Regions from separate parts of the Mus musculus genome. Here regions 2 and 3 are each linked to region 1. Evidence: chromatin contacts called from public targeted proximity ligation data. All regions are on one chromosome and are shown on one strand. The core of a region is the stretch at or near the end of the contact, and the rest is flanking DNA. Distances in the headings are between cores, read along the strand shown.

The links.
Region 2: a contact with region 1 is called in a targeted proximity ligation map of pancreatic cancer cells. A contact is called at or near these places in 3 of 39 promoter capture datasets (embryonic stem cells and liver), 1 of 484 Hi-C or Micro-C datasets (embryonic stem cells), 2 of 130 datasets of targeted methods (large pre-B cells and pancreatic cancer cells) and 2 of 9 other capture datasets (adipose tissue and liver).
Region 3: a targeted proximity ligation map of embryonic stem cells shows a contact between it and region 1, with 7 times the contacts expected there. A contact is called at or near these places in 20 of 39 promoter capture datasets (the 3T3-L1 cell line, the C10 cell line, the HPC-7 cell line and 13 more), 10 of 484 Hi-C or Micro-C datasets (the Ba/F3 cell line, CD4 T cells, embryonic stem cells and 3 more), 24 of 130 datasets of targeted methods (the 230-238 cell line, the HPC-7 cell line, the NIH/3T3 cell line and 15 more) and 5 of 9 other capture datasets (adipose tissue, embryonic stem cells, liver and 2 more).

What each region holds. Positions count from the first base shown.
Region 1 is chr19:5,730,018-5,733,342 of GRCm38.p6, forward strand. It overlaps Znrd2 (zinc ribbon domain containing 2), which reads right to left and starts at 1,715. Exons shown (of 4, transcript NM_020491.5): 1 at 1,659-1,715; 2 at 1,427-1,578; 3 at 1,224-1,308; 4 at 289-695. The coding sequence starts at 1,677. The coding sequence ends at 352.
Region 2 is chr19:6,224,663-6,227,987 of GRCm38.p6, forward strand. It overlaps Gpha2 (glycoprotein hormone alpha 2), which reads left to right and starts at 1,739. Exons shown (of 4, transcript NM_130453.3): 1 at 1,739-1,763; 2 at 2,116-2,225; 3 at 2,309-2,493; 4 at 2,839-3,106. The coding sequence starts at 2,126. The coding sequence ends at 2,940. Ppp2r5b (protein phosphatase 2, regulatory subunit B', beta) reads right to left here. Exons shown (of 14, transcript NM_198168.3): 14 at 3,105-3,325.
Region 3 is chr19:5,459,149-5,462,473 of GRCm38.p6, forward strand. It overlaps Fibp (fibroblast growth factor (acidic) intracellular binding protein), which reads left to right and starts at 1,459. Exons shown (of 10, transcript NM_021438.4): 1 at 1,459-1,630; 2 at 1,813-2,011; 3 at 2,242-2,368. The coding sequence starts at 1,546.

The sequences.
Region 1 (3,325 bases), core at 465-2,964:
AGGAAAGGAAGCCACCAAAGGGACTGAAACTTCAAATGGCACTCAAGTGGAGGAAAGGGGGTACTGGGTCAGAGACAATGATTAGTGGCCCAGCCTTTGGGAAGACTGAGGTCAGTCCTTGGAATAAGGTGTCACTTATCCCTCTGCCATTTACTTCTTGTCCTGAATGCAGAACTTCACCATTCAGGTAGAAAAGACCATGGAAAGGTGAGATGCCAAAAGCAAGGAAAACCATCGAGGAGAACTGGGGCTCACATGCACACTCAGAACCAAGAAAGAACAAACCACGCGGAGGAAAAACTGTTTTTCTGGAGGGTTTTTCTCAGGGGAACAGGGATCAGGATAGAGGTCTCAGTGATCCAGCTGTTTCAGGCTGCCTAGGGCCTCGGCGCAAGCCCGGATAAGCCCACAGAGCTGGATACTAGTCTCCAAGGAGGTGCTAGAGCCCAGCTCGACTGACGCCCAGGTTAGCTTCTGCAGGAGGGCCGTCTGTGTGGAAGCCACCGCGTCCGTATTTGGAGGTGCAGCCGGAAGAGGAGGCGCCTGGGCTGCCTTGAGCCCGGCTGCTGCGCCTTCACAGTGCTCTGGACGGGGTACTGGTGGCTGGGATGGGGGCCGAGAGCTCGAGGCAGGCTCTGTAGATGAGGCCAGCTGGTGTTCCCGAGCTTGAGAGAGCGCCGCCTGTGCATTCAGTGCTAGAACAAGAAAAGTGGTGGAAGAGTGAGGGTGCCCCGTCCGCCTCTCCCGAGTCATGTGCTCTTTACTGATGTCCCTGAGCTGCTGGTGTTTTCTGCCTAAGCCAATCCCATCTCATCTCTACTCTTCTTTCTCCTTACACATGCTTGCCAAACACTGCCCCACTGATTTACACTTGAGGTCCAGTTGCTTGACAGATGGCCTGGCCTCATCTATGCATCAAGTCTATTCCTGTAAACTGGGATGCCCGCCCTTCAGTGGTAAAATGCCTGTCCAACATGCACAAGCACCCAGGGTTGCACGTGCACTCTACAACGTAGGATGACTATTTTGCTAGGACTCTCCCCACGGTGTCAGAAACAAAAGGCTGATGGTCTTTCTTGAATGAAACACCTCTCTAGGGCGGAAACGAGAAGGCACCTTAATGCCACAGCACGCAGGAGTTTCCACTGTCACCTCCCAGGCTCACAGTTCCTCTGTAGCTATCGCCACTCTCTTCTCCCCACAGTGCACACTCGGACCCTCACCCGGGTTATCTTTATCCACGTCTGAGTCGAGCTCCTGACAAGCCACACAGTAGATTTTCCGCTGTTTATCTTGCAGGAGGATCGTCTGGGGACCAGAAAGTACATGGACATAGGTGAGCCGGAGAGACAGGGTTCACAGAAGAGGGAGCTGAGGAAAGGTCGTGCGGCCCGGTCCGCGGCCTCGGCCTCATCACTCGCCTCACCCCGCAGTCGGCGCACGTGTCGCCCAGCATGCGGTAACCACGGAGCAGGTAGTCCCCCATCAGACGGGAGATGCGATCCTGCCGCTCCCGTCGCGCCTGCAGCACCTTCGTCTCAGCTTCAGTCGGAGGCTCCCAGGTGAAATCGTCGACATCTAGAGAAAACAGGCACAGGAGATAGAGAGAGCTGCCTCCCGCACCCCACGGCCACTGCCCAAACATCCCAAGCGCATACCTGCACCGTTCAAGGCCATGTTGCCGTGGTCACTGCTGGGCTCACCGGAAGTGATCCAAATAAGATGCGCCCCCACTACGGCCCCGCCTCCCACATGTGGTAGCTGAGGGCGGAAGTGACGCTTACACGGTCTTCCTGGCGCTTTAGTCAAAGGGGGGGCGTGTCTGCTGCACATTTGACCCTGACCTACGGGCTCGGCTGGTGGCCAGAGCTATGGTTGGGTACCACCGTCTCCCTGGTAACGCTTCAGTACTCGGGTGTGGCTTTTCAGAGTCTCCATTTCTACTTGCCTCAGATAAAGTGGCCCTTAGGTCTGTGAAATACCCGATTCCCTCAGGGTTGTCTTTCCACACAGGGGAAGCAGGAGATGGGCAGGACCATGACATCTGCCCAACAGTCACTGCAATAAAAAGTTCTCTAAATCTTTCAAACTAGGCTAGCTACACTGAGGTCGTTTTCTGCCTATTTCAACACTCCTCCCTGTTTGCGTGTTGGGTGTCCTCTGTCCACCTTCTACCAATGCCTAGAACTGATGTAAGCCTGCTGTCTTAGTTAGGACTAGTATAGCTGGGATTAACACCATGACCAAAAATAACTTGGGGAGGAAAAGGTTTGTTTCGCCGGGCATGGTGGCTCATGCCTTTAATCCCAGCACTTGGGAGGCAGAAGCAGGCGAATTTCTGAGTTCGAGGCCAGCCTGGTCTACAGAGCGAGTTCCAGGACAGCCAGGGCTACACAGAGAAACCCTGTCTCGAAAAGCCAAAAAAAAAGAAAAGAAAAGAAAAGAAAAGGTTTGTTTCACTCATGGTTCCATATAACATGTTCATCAAAAGCAGGAACTCAAGCAGGGCAGGAAGCTGGAGGCCATGGAGGAGTGCTGCTTACTGGCTTGCTCCTCATGGCTTGCTCAGCCTGCTTTGTTACAGAACCCAAGAGCAGCAGCCCAAGGATGACCCCACCTACAATGGGCTTGACCCTCCCCCACTGATCACTGGTTAGAAAGTGCTCTACAGGAGAGCCCACCAGATCTTACGGAGGCATTCTCTCCTCTCAGAGGACTGTAGGGCCTGCTGGTGAAAATGGCTTATACTCGAGTGGGTTACAAATCAAGGACCAGTGCTCCTCATAATCCTGGGTTCTTTGCAAGAGCACCAAGTAATTAAAAGACCAAGGGCTGGAGAGATGGCTCATCGGTTAAGAGCCCTGGCTGCTCTTCCAGAGCTCCTGAGTTTAATTCCCAGCAACCACATGGTGGCTCACAACCATCTGTAAAAGGGCTAAGACACCCTTTTCTGGGGTGTCTGGAAATAGCTACCATATACTCACATGCATAAAATAAATAAGAGGAGGAGGAGGAGGAAGAAGGGGGTAGAAAGATGGCTCAGTTCTTTTTTAAAAATATTTATTTATTTATTATATGTAAGTACACTGTAGCTGTCTTCAGACACTCCAGAAGAGGGAATCAGATCTCATTACGTGTGGTTGTGAGCCACCATGTGGTTGCTGGGACTTGAACTCAGGACCTTAGGAAGAGCAGTCTGCGCTCTTTTTTTTTTTTTTTAAATTTATTTATTATATGTAAGTACACTGTACTTGTCTTCAGACATTCCAGAAGAGGACGTCAGATCTTGTTACAGATGGTTGTGAGCCAACATGTGGTTGCTGGG
Region 2 (3,325 bases), core at 489-2,988, 490 kb after region 1:
GGTCTTTATACAGCCATTTCTCTGTCGCATGCCACAGAGTTCCTACTGGGAAGCCTGGGTCTAAAGTGCTGGGTTCCTCTGAGTCCCTTTGCTTGGCTGTCTCTACCTTTGATAGGGAAAAGGAAGAAGGAGGGTGCTCTGGAGAGCCAGACAACCCAGGATCTGGAGCCTGAACAGGGGACACTAAAGGCGAGCAAGGGTGTAGGGGTGGGGGTGAGCGACATGGGCATATCAGTTTCTCCCAAACCCTGTTTACTACATTTGTACTATAATCCCGACTGAGCATAACTTCACTGACTACTGCTGCTGACGGACACAGCTCCGGAGCCTGGAGATCTGCGTGCCTGTGCTGACTGGGACCAGCTAACATAAGAACCTCTGCTACCCCTTCTGATTATCTGGAAAGTGAGAGGTAGGATTTGGAAAGCTCTGAGGAGCCCTCGAGCTCTGGCAGCTGTGGGTTGTCCCACTCTTCTAAGCAGGTGAGTAGTCTAAGCGGGGCTGCCTATAATCACCACAGACCTTGGTCTGGGTGCTTCTTCACTCAACCTCCAGCTAATGTTGACTAAGGGCTTTGTTATTGCTTGCTTGCTTGTTTTATGGTGCCAAAAATACATGGAACTCAGAACCCTAAGCTTCCAGGCAAGCGCTCTGCCACAGAACCACACCCACAGCCCTCAACCTGTCACATTCTTGTCCTAGGTGTAACTTAGCACCATGGATCCATAGTATGATATGTGAATGAGGCTTTTAGTAGGGCGCCTTTCCTCTGTAAGCAGAGTTAGACTCAACAGAGCCAGAGGTTGGAGTCCAGCTCTGCTTTTAATGTAGACTGGTCCCTGCTATTCCAGGGACTAGGGAGACTTTCTAGCTCAGAATTCTACTCTGCAACCAGCCACATGATAAGGAAGCACTCCCAGGACTCTGGGAGACCGAAATGGCCCTACCCCTAGTCTGCCAGCAAGCACAGCTTAGGTGCCCTTGAACAAAACAATCTTGTTCTTGGACTGGGGATGTAACTCCCCTGGTGGAGTCCCTCCTTAGCATTCATAAGGCCCTGGGCTCGACCCCAGCACAGCATGAACTGCATGAATATGGTGGCTCCTGCCTGTGACTCCAGGGCTTAGGAGGAGGAGGAAGGAAGACCAAGCTCAAGGTTGCCCCTGAGATGTATGAGATGGTCTTTTAAGAAAAAAAGTTGAAAGCCGGGTGGTGGTGGCGCACGCTTTTAATCCCAGCACTTGGGAGGCAGAGGCAGGCGGATTTCTGTAGAGCAGGCCAGCCTGGTCTACAGAGTGAGTTCCAGGACAGCCATGGCTACACAGAGAAACCCTGTCTCAAAAACAAAACAAAAAAAAGTTGATTTTCAGCCCCATTCCTTTGTAATCACTAAAAGACATAGTAGTTTTTCAACAGAGAATGGCTGATCAGGCAAGAGTCCTGCCTAGGCTCACAGAGGATGAAGAAAATCCAGCTGCCCACAGGTCACACTGGGCCACTCCTGGGCCTGCCTCACTCCCTCTAGTATTCAGCACTAGACAGCCTAAAGAGAAAGGGAAATGTCAGTGGAGACTGCATTCTGAAGAAACCACAGACCCTGATCTCCAGGTGGGACTGTGCGGAGGCTTCAGGCTAGGAGGGGCCTGAAATCTGATATCTGGGAGGGCGGGGCTCTAAAACACCAGCAAATAAAAGCCTGGAGAGCCAGCTCCAGTTTGGAGACCAGCAGGAGGCACCAGGAGTCTTCAGTTGCTGTTGGACTGGTAAGCTGCTGAGGCTGAGGAGGTGGGGCCAGGAAGGGAGGGGTGGAGCCAGGGAGGGTGGGGTGGTGGGCCAGGGCCTTGTAGCCAAAGTGGCACATAGATGGGGAAATTGATATGTACCGCAGATGGTGAGGACATTCCAGGGGAGAATGCATAGGATGACATATAAGTGGCTATTCACACCCTTCCAGAGTAGCTGAGGCAGGGAAGCAACCCCCCCCACACACACACATTCCTACCAAAGGCAGAGATGATAAAGACCACTACCCAGCACACCTCACCAATAAGGAGACCCAGAAGCCTGGCTTGCTGGTGGAGAGGCACAACTTCAAAGACTTCCCTTCCCACCCAGTCCTTTGCAGATGCCCATGGCACCACGAGTCTTGCTCCTTTGCCTGCTGGGCCTGGCAGTCACTGAAGGGCATAGCCCAGAGACAGCCATCCCAGGCTGCCACTTGCACCGTGAGTAACTCTGCTTGGGGAGCGGATGGACGGGTAACCCGGCCAGCACGGCCTTCACCGGCTGCTCCCTTCTCTGCTTCCAGCCTTCAATGTGACGGTGCGCAGTGATCGCCTCGGCACTTGCCAGGGCTCCCACGTGGCACAGGCCTGTGTAGGACACTGTGAGTCTAGTGCTTTCCCTTCCCGGTACTCTGTGCTGGTGGCCAGTGGCTATCGGCACAACATCACCTCTTCCTCCCAGTGCTGCACCATCAGCAGCCTCAGAAAGGTAAGGGGCCTGAGCCTGATGGAGCGTGAGGGTGGGGACCCAGGGGCCTGAGCCTGATGGAGCGTGAGGGTGGGGACCCAGGGGTCCGAACCTGACCTGGTGTGAGGGTGGGGACCCAGGAGCCCGAACCTGACCAGGTATGAGGGTGGGGACCCAGGGGCCCGAACCTGACCGGGGTGTAAGGGTGGGGTCCCCCAGGGGCCCGAACCTGACCGGGCCATAAGGGTGGGGACCCCCAGGGGCCCGAACCTGACCAGGTGTGAGGGTGAGGACCCAGGGGTTCGAACCTGATGGGGGCGTGAGGGTGGGGTGGAATGGGAACAAACTTGGGTCCTCCTCCAACAGGTGAGGGTGTGGCTGCAGTGCGTGGGGAACCAGCGTGGGGAGCTTGAGATCTTTACTGCAAGGGCCTGCCAGTGTGATATGTGCCGTTTCTCCCGCTACTAGTCCCCGAAGGGCTCAGGCTCCGGTCCTGCCACTGACATGTCATGGGTATCTCAAACTCGGGGCTCTGACCCTCTTTATCGTCTGTGAAGATGAGGTTGGCCCTCTCAGCAGTCTCCTTGCTACATTCTCCTTCGCTCCTGTCCTCAATAAAGCAAGCAATGCTTGAGTTTCGCTCTTTATTAAATCTGCCCCCAGCCAGGTGAAGGGGGCAGACCATGATTACTGTGACCTCCCCCCTCACCCCAGGACAATGTGAATCTTCTTGCCTGTGCCCTCACCCCTCCCCCTGCCCAATAAATAAAAAGGGGATAAGGGAGTCAGGGCCAGGGAGAGGATAGGAGAATGTCCCTGGACAAGGTCTTGTTGGGGGTGAGCTGGGCAGAAT
Region 3 (3,325 bases), core at 209-2,708, 270 kb before region 1:
GCACTGTAGATGAATAACACTGTGTCAGTGAACAGAGAGCTGTGCAGAACTAGGCTGGCACTGAGTCAGTGGGGCGGGGAGTAAGCCGCAGAGAGAGGCACTCAGCAGGCACATCAACAGCTCTGAATGCCTGAAGAGAGAAATTTGGGAGATAGCCCAGGTTTCTAGAACGAGATGGGTGCTGAGGCTGCCACGGAGATAAGAGTACAGGGAAACAGACTGGAGCTGAGAGGGATCTGTCTAGAAACCCTAAAATGTGCTCCGCCTAGGGACCAGAAGTGGAGTGGGAGACCTGGTCTTATAAACCAGGACCTCCTCCAGGACCTCCTCCCCCTGTCTCTAGGTAGCAACCCGCAAGTGCACTGAGATGAACTGGCTTTTGTAGAACTCATTTTCCCCCATTTTTCGAGACAGGATTTCTCTGTGTAGCCCTGGCTGTCCTGAAACTCACTCTGTAGACCAGGCTAACCTCCAATTCAGATATCTGCCTGCCTTCCAAGTGCTGGGATTAAAGGTTATACAGGGTTAATTTTATTAGTAATTATAGCCAGTAAGCTATATTTATGTATTATACAACAGTGCATACATATGTAGAGATCAGGTGATAAGGACTAGGTATACTGGTGGTTCCTATCCTGTAATCTCAATGCTTGGGAGGTTGAAGATCAAAGACTGCTGCCAATTTAGACTAGCCTGGACTACAAAGTAAGACCTTGTCTTAACAAACAAACAAAACAAAACCTGGAGCTGGTTCTTTCCTTACACAGTATGGGTGCAGGAGAACGAACTCAGGCTTGGTGGCTCCTGTGTAAATCTTTTACTGCCTCATGAAAAGACAAAGAAGACAGCCTTACTAGATGGGTGCCCCTGCAGATACCTACTTCCAGGCAGAGCTCTGAAAGACTTTAAGTGAAGTCACTAGCTTGTGTGTGGGTGTAGTATGTGGTGAAAAACTGGGGCTGGAGAGAAAGCTAAGTGGTTACAAGCAAGGAACCACAACCATATGTGCAACTAACTCATATTTGCCTGTAAATTTAACTCCAGGGGACCTGATACCTCAGGTCTCAAAGAACATTTGCACTCACACGTACACACCCTCTCCCCACATACACATTATTCAAAACAATAAAAATAAATACACTCCGGGAACAAGAAAAATGGTCATCTGTCTGTCTTATGGACAATGGAAGTAAGGGCCACATACACCTAGCAATCGCTACGATAGAACCTTGGAAACATTCTAATTTAGGATACAGGTCAAAACTGGGAGGCTCTGAGAAAACTGAGAAGATGGGAGTGACAGAAGGGGTTAACGGGAGAATCTGCAAGACAGGGTAGACTGAGAGAAGACTATCCCGACATCTTCCGAAAAACCGTTCACAGAGCTGAGCGGTGTCTCACTAGCTCCGTCCCGGAAGTGGTCCTTCATCAGCTCCGGGTGCCCGGAGCAAAATCTCCGAACTCCCGGAAGTCGCTCTGCGGCTACTCGCCCGGCCGGGGCCCGTACAAGCTCCAGCTTCGGGCGAACCCGGCCCGGGCATCGTCATGACCAGCGAACTAGACATTTTCGTGGGGAACACGACCCTTATAGATGAAGACGTGTATCGCCTCTGGCTGGATGGTTACTCAGGTCTGTGAGCCGCCCTCCCGGGAAGCTGTTGTTGGGGATCGGGAAGAGGGGGCGTGGCTAGGATTTAGGCTTGGTTTAGGGAAGTGGACAGACTGCGGGAAGTCGGGGAAGTGTAAGGATTGGAGGTGGAGGTGGAACCCCTGGAGGGCCTCTAGGGTCTTATGGTAGCGCCCACTCCTCAGTGAACGATGCAGTGGCTCTGCGAGTACGCTCCGGAATCTTGGAGCAGACGGGAGCCACCACAGGAGTGCTGCAGAGCGACACCATGGACCACTACCGCACCTTTCACATGCTTGAGCGTCTGCTGCACGCGCCGCCGAAGCTGCTGCACCAGCTCATCTTCCAGATTCCTCCCTCCCGACAGACACTCCTCATCGAGAGGTGCTCACCAGGGGTGGGGGACGGGGGTGGGTACTGGCAGGGATGTCAGTCAATCTGACTTATACCCATTTTGTAGACTGAAGCTGAGTCTGGGGGGAGGGTATTGGGATATACACAGGGGTAGATGGGGTGAACTCAGGAAATTAGAAAATTGAGAACAAGAGAAACCAATTCCAAACTCCCTTCTCCTTCCCTAATGGATCACCAATAATGACCTGTGCCTCCACAAGGTACTACACCTTTGATGAGGCCTTTGTTCGGGAGGTCTTGGGCAAGAAGCTGTCCAAGGGTACCAAGAAAGACCTGGATGACATCAGCACCAAAACAGGAATTACTCTCAAGAGCTGCCGGAGGCAGGTGGGTTCTACACATAACACCACTACCTGTCTAGCCCACCTCTGGATCCTTCTTACTACTCTAGCCCCACCTCTAGCCCGTGGTCTAGCCCATGATTGTGGAACCAGTTCCTTCTTCATATAAACCCTCTCCTCCCTCCACCTCCCCTCTGGCCAGGCGGACCAGGCTTAGGCTCAGTCTGACCGTGGCTTTCCTTTGCTTATAGATTTTCATTGGCTCCCACTGTCCTCGACCTTCAGACTCAGGTTGGGTCACTATAGACCTCTCTGGACTTAACATTTCTTGAGCCCCAAGTTTGTTTTTGTTCATGGTACTCCTGCCTAGAAGATGCTGTTCTTGGCCACATCTATCCCTTGAAATCGACAAGGGAGCTAGATCCTACCTTATCCATGAGCCGTTTTGGTAGCATTCATGCCTTGTCTTTAAGGGAGAAGTACCAGGGTGTAAACTGGGCGCAGATGGCTATGGGTATGGGTCTGGGCTCTTGCTACAACCTTTATAGGCCTTGAGTGCCTTTCCTTTGTGTCTAGAATGAGTTCGTGTGTGTATGCTGCTTGGTTCACTCCAAGTTACTCAGGAGAATCCGTTCTAATTCAGGCTCTTGAAGAGCCAGAGATTGACGGTCGTGATGCTAAATTGAACTTAAGGACAGGAATAAGTAAGCATTCTTTTAAGGAAAAATGCCAAAGGCTGGCAAACATTGTCAAATGATGGTAGTTATTAATACCTAGTCATGCCAGGGGTGCTGGCGCATGCTTTTAATCCCAGCACTCAGGAGGCAGAGGCAGGTGGATTTCTGAGTTCGAGGCCAGCCTGGTCTACAGAGTGAGTTCCAGGACAGCCAGGGCTACACAGAGAAACCCTGTCTCGAAACAAACAACAAAAACCTAGTCATTTGTTGAAGTGTTAGTGCTAAATTAGTACCTGCCCACCAGATAGGAGGACAGGAGGGAGAGA